Regions from separate parts of the Ovis aries genome. Here region 2 is linked to region 1. The links are chromatin contacts, called in public Hi-C maps. All regions are on one chromosome and are shown on one strand. The core of a region is the stretch at or near the end of the contact, and the rest is flanking DNA. Distances in the headings are between cores, read along the strand shown.

The links. A called contact is a pair of places that touch in the nucleus more often than the background predicts.
Region 2: a contact with region 1 is called in a Hi-C map of skin fibroblasts, with 2.5 times the contacts expected there. The contact joins the promoter of NR2C2 here to the enhancer-like site in region 1. A contact is called at or near these places in 3 of 16 Hi-C or Micro-C datasets (hypothalamus, mesenteric adipose tissue and skin fibroblasts).

What each region holds. Positions count from the first base shown.
Region 1 is chr19:57,227,791-57,230,639 of ARS-UI_Ramb_v3.0, reverse strand. The region is part of intron 2 of NR2C2 (nuclear receptor subfamily 2 group C member 2); the gene reads left to right. Among named protein-coding and RNA genes, the nearest start is that of NR2C2, 78 kb to the left of the region's middle. Within about 2 kb of position 1,384, at least 13 of the 54 cell types and tissues checked have an H3K27ac peak or open chromatin away from gene starts, as enhancers often do.
Region 2 is chr19:57,305,405-57,308,253 of ARS-UI_Ramb_v3.0, reverse strand. NR2C2 (nuclear receptor subfamily 2 group C member 2) reads left to right here and starts at 1,468. Exons shown (of 14, transcript XM_027957808.2): 1 at 1,468-1,831. It overlaps LOC132658194 (a long non-coding RNA gene), which reads right to left and starts at 1,416. Exons shown (of 2, transcript XR_009597473.1): 1 at 984-1,416; 2 at 1-868.

The DNA of each region.
Region 1 (2,849 bases), core at 135-2,634:
ACTTAGATTTTTGAGCCAGAAGTCTTGTAGAATGGATCTGTGGTGGTGTGCTTTCAGTTTCTCTAGGGAAAATAACCCCTTAACATGAGTTTGATGTGCAGTAAGTATAGCTGAAAATCTTTTCATTGTGAACTGTCAATAAAACTGAATATACTTTGCTTCAACTGAAGTGTGTTTGAAGGTTTGGTATTTAAAGAAGAGTTATGGTCATAACCAGCTTAAGTTGGTTTCTAGTTCTTGATGTTGGTGCCGGTGTCTTCTATCAAGTTTTCCTTTCTAGTCCTGACTTCAGTGTTGGATCTCCAAACCATTGTGGGAAGAGAGTTCCTTTCCTGATGTTTTAATGAGCAATCAGTGCTCTGATCTAGATAGTAGGTCTGTGATAAGTTTGTGAGGGAAAGATTATTCAGTAAGGATGGCAAGCTGTGCAACATTTAGAAACTTTTGGCTCTGAACGAAACAGAGTTTAGGATTAAATCTTGTTTCTACTCCATTGTGTGACCCTGGGGAAAGTTTCTATAACATCTGTAACTATTAAGTGACAATAGTAATAATACCTATTTTATGGCATTGTAAAAAGATTAAGAGATAATGCCTATAAACCTATAGGAAGTAGAGATCAATAGATGTTAGCATCTGTGTCACGATTTTTTAATGTTTTATTTTCATACAAGTTCAGACATAAGGACAGTAATGCATAGGAATCTTGTATTCCCTTTATACAGATCCACCAGGTTTTGCTGTGACATTCTGAATGTATGCATGATGTATTTTTTTCTGAATCATTTGAGAATAAAAATAGAAACATCACGCTGCTTTGCCCTGGATACCTCCGTTGCATTTTCTATGGAGAATGACATTCTCCTACATAATTATACTACAGTGATCAAAATCAGGAAATTTAATATTGAAATAAGCCATTATCTAATCCGTAGTCCAAATTCTAAAATTCATCAGTTTTTCCCAACCAAGTCCTCTGTAGTTGTTTTTTCCCCCATCCTAGGATTTCTTTTTACTGTTTTTAATAATGACAGCAGAAATTAAGGTACCAGTCAGCACACGACCAACAACACATCTGGCTGTGTGGACCAGCAGCGGGCTGCCCTGACGCTGGGTCTGTGTCACTGCTGCGTGCTGTCCCACTGGCTGCGAAAGGGCTTTGGGACCACGGTGTGGGGAGTGACGCTCCCGGTGTGGGGAGAGGCAGGCGCGTGACTGGGTGGAGAGCGCTGGTGTCTGGGGGACGCAGCAGTGCCGTGCAGAAAGTGGGAGGAAGAGGATGGCGGCAAGAGGGAGCCCCCAGCTTGTCTGAGGGAGGCCTCGCTGGAGCAGTCCAGTCACAGAACCGAGCTTCTCAGGAAATTCCATGAGTGTTCATCATATGCAGTCTCTCTAGGCCAGCGGTTTTCAAGCTCTGTTCTTTATTACTTCCAAGATCATGCACATACTACGTTCAAATGTCATTTTTTAATCCAGCTTTCACCGTGATTCTTTGTTGCTCAGTCACGTCTGCCTCTCTGTGACCCCGTGGACGGCAGCACACCAGGCTCCCCTGCCCTTCACTACCTTCTAGAGGTTGCTCCGTTTCACGTGCATCAAGTCAGTGATGCTGTAGATTAAAAGGAAAACACTTGCACACGTTACGTACAGATTTGATGTGCTGGAGGCCACTGTGCTCACTTGGACACCGCCTTCATTCTCGTCAGGGCAGATCTTGGCTTAAAGCTTCTTTTCCACCTGTGGATTTTAAGGCGTGCCTGAGCTATTCCTCCACACTCTCTGTTTCACATTTATGTTTTCAGTAGAGCATAATTGTACTTACTGTTTGACTGAAGGAAATGTTTAGGCTTATGAAATACATTTATATGATACAGTGCTTTTTTATCTCCTCTTTTTTTTTGGATATTTCACCTGTTACTAGAAAAGACTTGTGCTGTCTGTCTTTTAAAAGTCTGGAATCCTCATTACATTCCCCAGGGGAGTGCAGCTCGGGCTCCTGCGGCTTCCTTCCCTTGGTCTCTTATGTCAGCTCTGCGTTCCTGCGTGTCCTTCCTGCGTGTTCCTGCCAGTGCCTGCTCTCGGTCCTTTCTCCATCCGCAGCCTCTGGTGCTTCCTCTCTTGCTCTGATAGCTCTGGTGGCTCCTCTCAGGTTCTCATAGGAGTTGTGTGGGTTGAATGGGTAATAGGGACACGCTGTAACTGAGTCACACCAGAGAAAGTAAAAGACGAGTCTCCCTCTCTGTATCTCTCCCAAGAACGGCCGCTGTTGCCATGTTGCTTCCTTTTTTCAGAGGCTGGCTCTGCGCCTACACCTGTGAGTATGCATGTAAGCAGAACAGCATACTTTACACGCCTGTCCACATTCTGCCCACACTGCTCTGCACTTCACTTTTTCGGAGTAAAGTGGTACAAATAGAGCCTCCTCTTTTTATTAAGTAGGGTTTTGAGATTTCATTTTATGAATGTTGCGATAAATAACCTTCCACCTGAGAGTATTCCTGTAGGATCAGTTATTCAGAACAGGGTCGCTGGTAGTAAGCATGTCGTGTCATTCTGACAGTAGTTGCCAGACTGCCTTCCAAAGAGGTTCTGCCAGTTTGTACTCCGGCCAGCCTGGTATGAGAGTGCCTGTTTCTTACATACTCAGTGAAATATTTTGAGAGGGTGTGTGTGTGTGTTTTCTGGCCCAGAATGTGGTCTGTCTTAGTGAATGTTTCATGCAGGCTGCGGAAGAATGTATATTCTGCTGTTGCTAGCTGGAGTATTTCATGAGTGTCAGTTATATCAGGGTGATTGATAGTGCCCTAACGTCTTCTGCCCACATAATCTGGCAGAGAAGTGCCAACCCC
Region 2 (2,849 bases), core at 219-2,718, 78 kb before region 1:
TCCCAAATATGAACCCCCCTCCCACCTCCCTCCCCATAACATCTCTGTGGGTCATCCTCACAATTACAAAGCAGTACATGTTTACAAGGATTTATCATCAAGATACTGTGTTCCCTTAGGCATATCATTTGACATTTCTGGTTCTCATCTTCCTCTTCCTTGAGAGGTGAAAACAAGGAAAATGGGTCTGTTAAAGCATTTCCTATCAAATAAAAATATTACAAGATTATGGACGAAATACTCAAAGCTGAGGTCACACTGATAAAAGCTAAATGGCTACTGGTTAAAAAAAAGGTTAAATCATCCATCTTCGAGTAAGAATTTATTAATAATAAACAAGAAAAGTTCAGAAAAAATCAATTAGCAGCGGATCTTAGGCCTATCAAAAGGCACGGTCATCAAGCGGTCTGCCCTATGCAGCTCAGGGCATCCCAAATAAAACGGCAGTCTGCACCATGCAAAGCAAGTAAAACCATCACTATGAGAGAAATATCTAGGGAATACCTACAACCCAAGATTCATAGGATCAAGAGGAGCAACTGTATTTGTATACGTAAGCCAACTCTACAAGAAGTTTCTTTGTATACACTTTAGCATTGTTGCACTTCATTGGTAGGACTGATTGATGCTGAAGCTGAAGCTCCAATCCTTTGGCCACCTGATGAGAACTGACTCACTGGGAAAGACCCCGATGCTGGGAAAGACTGAAGGCAGGACAAGGGACGGCAGAGGATGAGACGGTTGGATGGCATCACCGACTCGATGGACATGAGTTTGAGCAAGCTCCGGGAGTTGGTGATGGACACGGAGGCCTGGCGTGCTGCAGTCCATGGGGTCCCCAAGAGTCGGACACGAGTGAGCGACTGAACTGAACGGAAGCACTGTTGTTCAGTTTCAAATCGCGAGGAGACTCTGGACGTAAGACTTGGGGCATATATTCCAGAAAAGACAGTGACAGGCTTGGGAGGGCTTCAACACGTTACCTGATACTCCCAGAAGCTGGTGCATCCTCGGATCATCCGGACCGAGGGCACGAACCGGTCAACGCCCACCCAACAAACCACCCACTTCCGCCCTCCGGGCGCTCCGCCGCCATCACTTCTTCAGTCCACAAGCACAGAGGCTTCGGCTGGGCTCGGCGGAGGCCCGGGTGGGGGACGTTACGGCGAGAACACGGTCCCCATCCGGCCTCGAGGAGCTCGCGGGCGGGCCACTCCGAATAACGGGGAGGCCGGCGTTCCCGGCCTTTGACAACGCCCAGCCAACCCCACGCCCCGACGACCTCGGCGTTTAAGCTCCGCGGTGGCCGTATGGCGGCGCGGCCGAGCCCGGACAGAGACCCCGGCGGACACCGGAGCCGCCGCCCGGGCCGCGGCCGCGGAGGGGCCTGCCGGAGCGGCGCGGCCGGCGCGTTCCGGCGCGCGCGCGCGCCTCAGCCAATCGCGTGCTCGCCCGCCCCCCGCGGCCGCGACGAGGCTGGCGCCGGGAAGAGGAAGAAGAACATTCGCCCTCCTCCTCCCAGCGCGCGGGCGGCGGCGGCGGCGGCGGCACCGGGGTCACGAACTCTGACCTTTCACTGACAAAAACAATAACAAACCCCTCCTTCCCCGCGACCCCGGCGGCGCCTCCGGGCCCGCCCCCGCCGTCCAGCTCCCACCTCGGCGTCCCGTCTCTCGCCAGCTGCCCCGCGAGCCTAAGCGGCCCGGGGGCTCCCGCCAAACGCCGACGCCGGGAAGCCGGCCTCCCCCCCGCGCCCTGCCCTCCGCGCCGGGGGCCGACCCGCCGCAGACACGGGACCTGCTTCGAGGCCGCTTTGGCGCCAAATCCTGAGGTAAAAATTGAAGGGGAGAAAAAAAAAAAAGGGCCGGGGCGGGCTCGGGCCGGCGGCGGAGGGGGCGGGCCTGGCGCGCGGACATGGAGGCGCCGCGGCGGCGGCGGCTGAACCCGACCCTTTTACCTTTGCCACGGGGCGGTGGCGCCGGCCGCTTTGCATAGTGGGCCGGGCCGCTCCCCTCCCCTCCCCGCCCGCGGCCGGCGAGGCGAGCGGGCTCCCCCTGACCGGCCCGGCCGGCGCGAGGGTGGGGGCGGAGGGGGGACGCCGCGGCCCCGCCTCACAGTTGGCCCTCCGCCAGCGTCGCCATTTTGTCCTCGGCGGCGACGGCTCCGGCTGGGCCGGGCTCCCCTCCTCCTCCTTCATCGCCTGCTCCTCCCAGAGCCCTCCTTCCCTCACTCCCCGGCTCCTCTCCCCTCCGCTTCCCGCCCGCCGTTGGCCACCGCCGTGGCCCAACCGCCGTTTCGGTTTTTTTTTTTTCCCCTGAAGGGGAGGGTTGGAGGAAAGGGAGGAAGGCGGGTGTGCGGGTGCGACCTTATGAGTGACAGCTGAGGGGGTCAATTGGCGCCCAGATAGGAGGGCCGGGGCCTCGCGGCCCCGCCCCCTGGGCCTCTGCTGATTGGGCTTTGCTGGCAGGGGGTGGTCCCCGCGCGGCGCGGGCGCCCTTGGCGGGGCGGGAGCAGAGACCCGGGCGCGGCGTGGGGGCTTGGGGGCGGGGCCTGGGGGCGGGGCGCGGCCGGGGGCGCGTGGGACGCGCGGGGACGCGGCGAGGGCTGGGGCGCGCCCTCCGCCTGGTGCGCGTCCGGAGTGAGTGCTGCTGAACAATAGTAATAAAGGTGATGAAGCATCCTGAACCCAGGGCCGTCGGCTCGTGGGATAGGGCGTTGTGGAATCGATACCTCTTAGGGCTCCTGCCAGTGTTGTCGGCGCGGCTGCGGGCGAATCCCCTTCCTGAGGCTCAATTTCATCGACCCTAAAATGGGAGGATGGGCGTTCTTAGCAGGCCGGACCTCCCTTC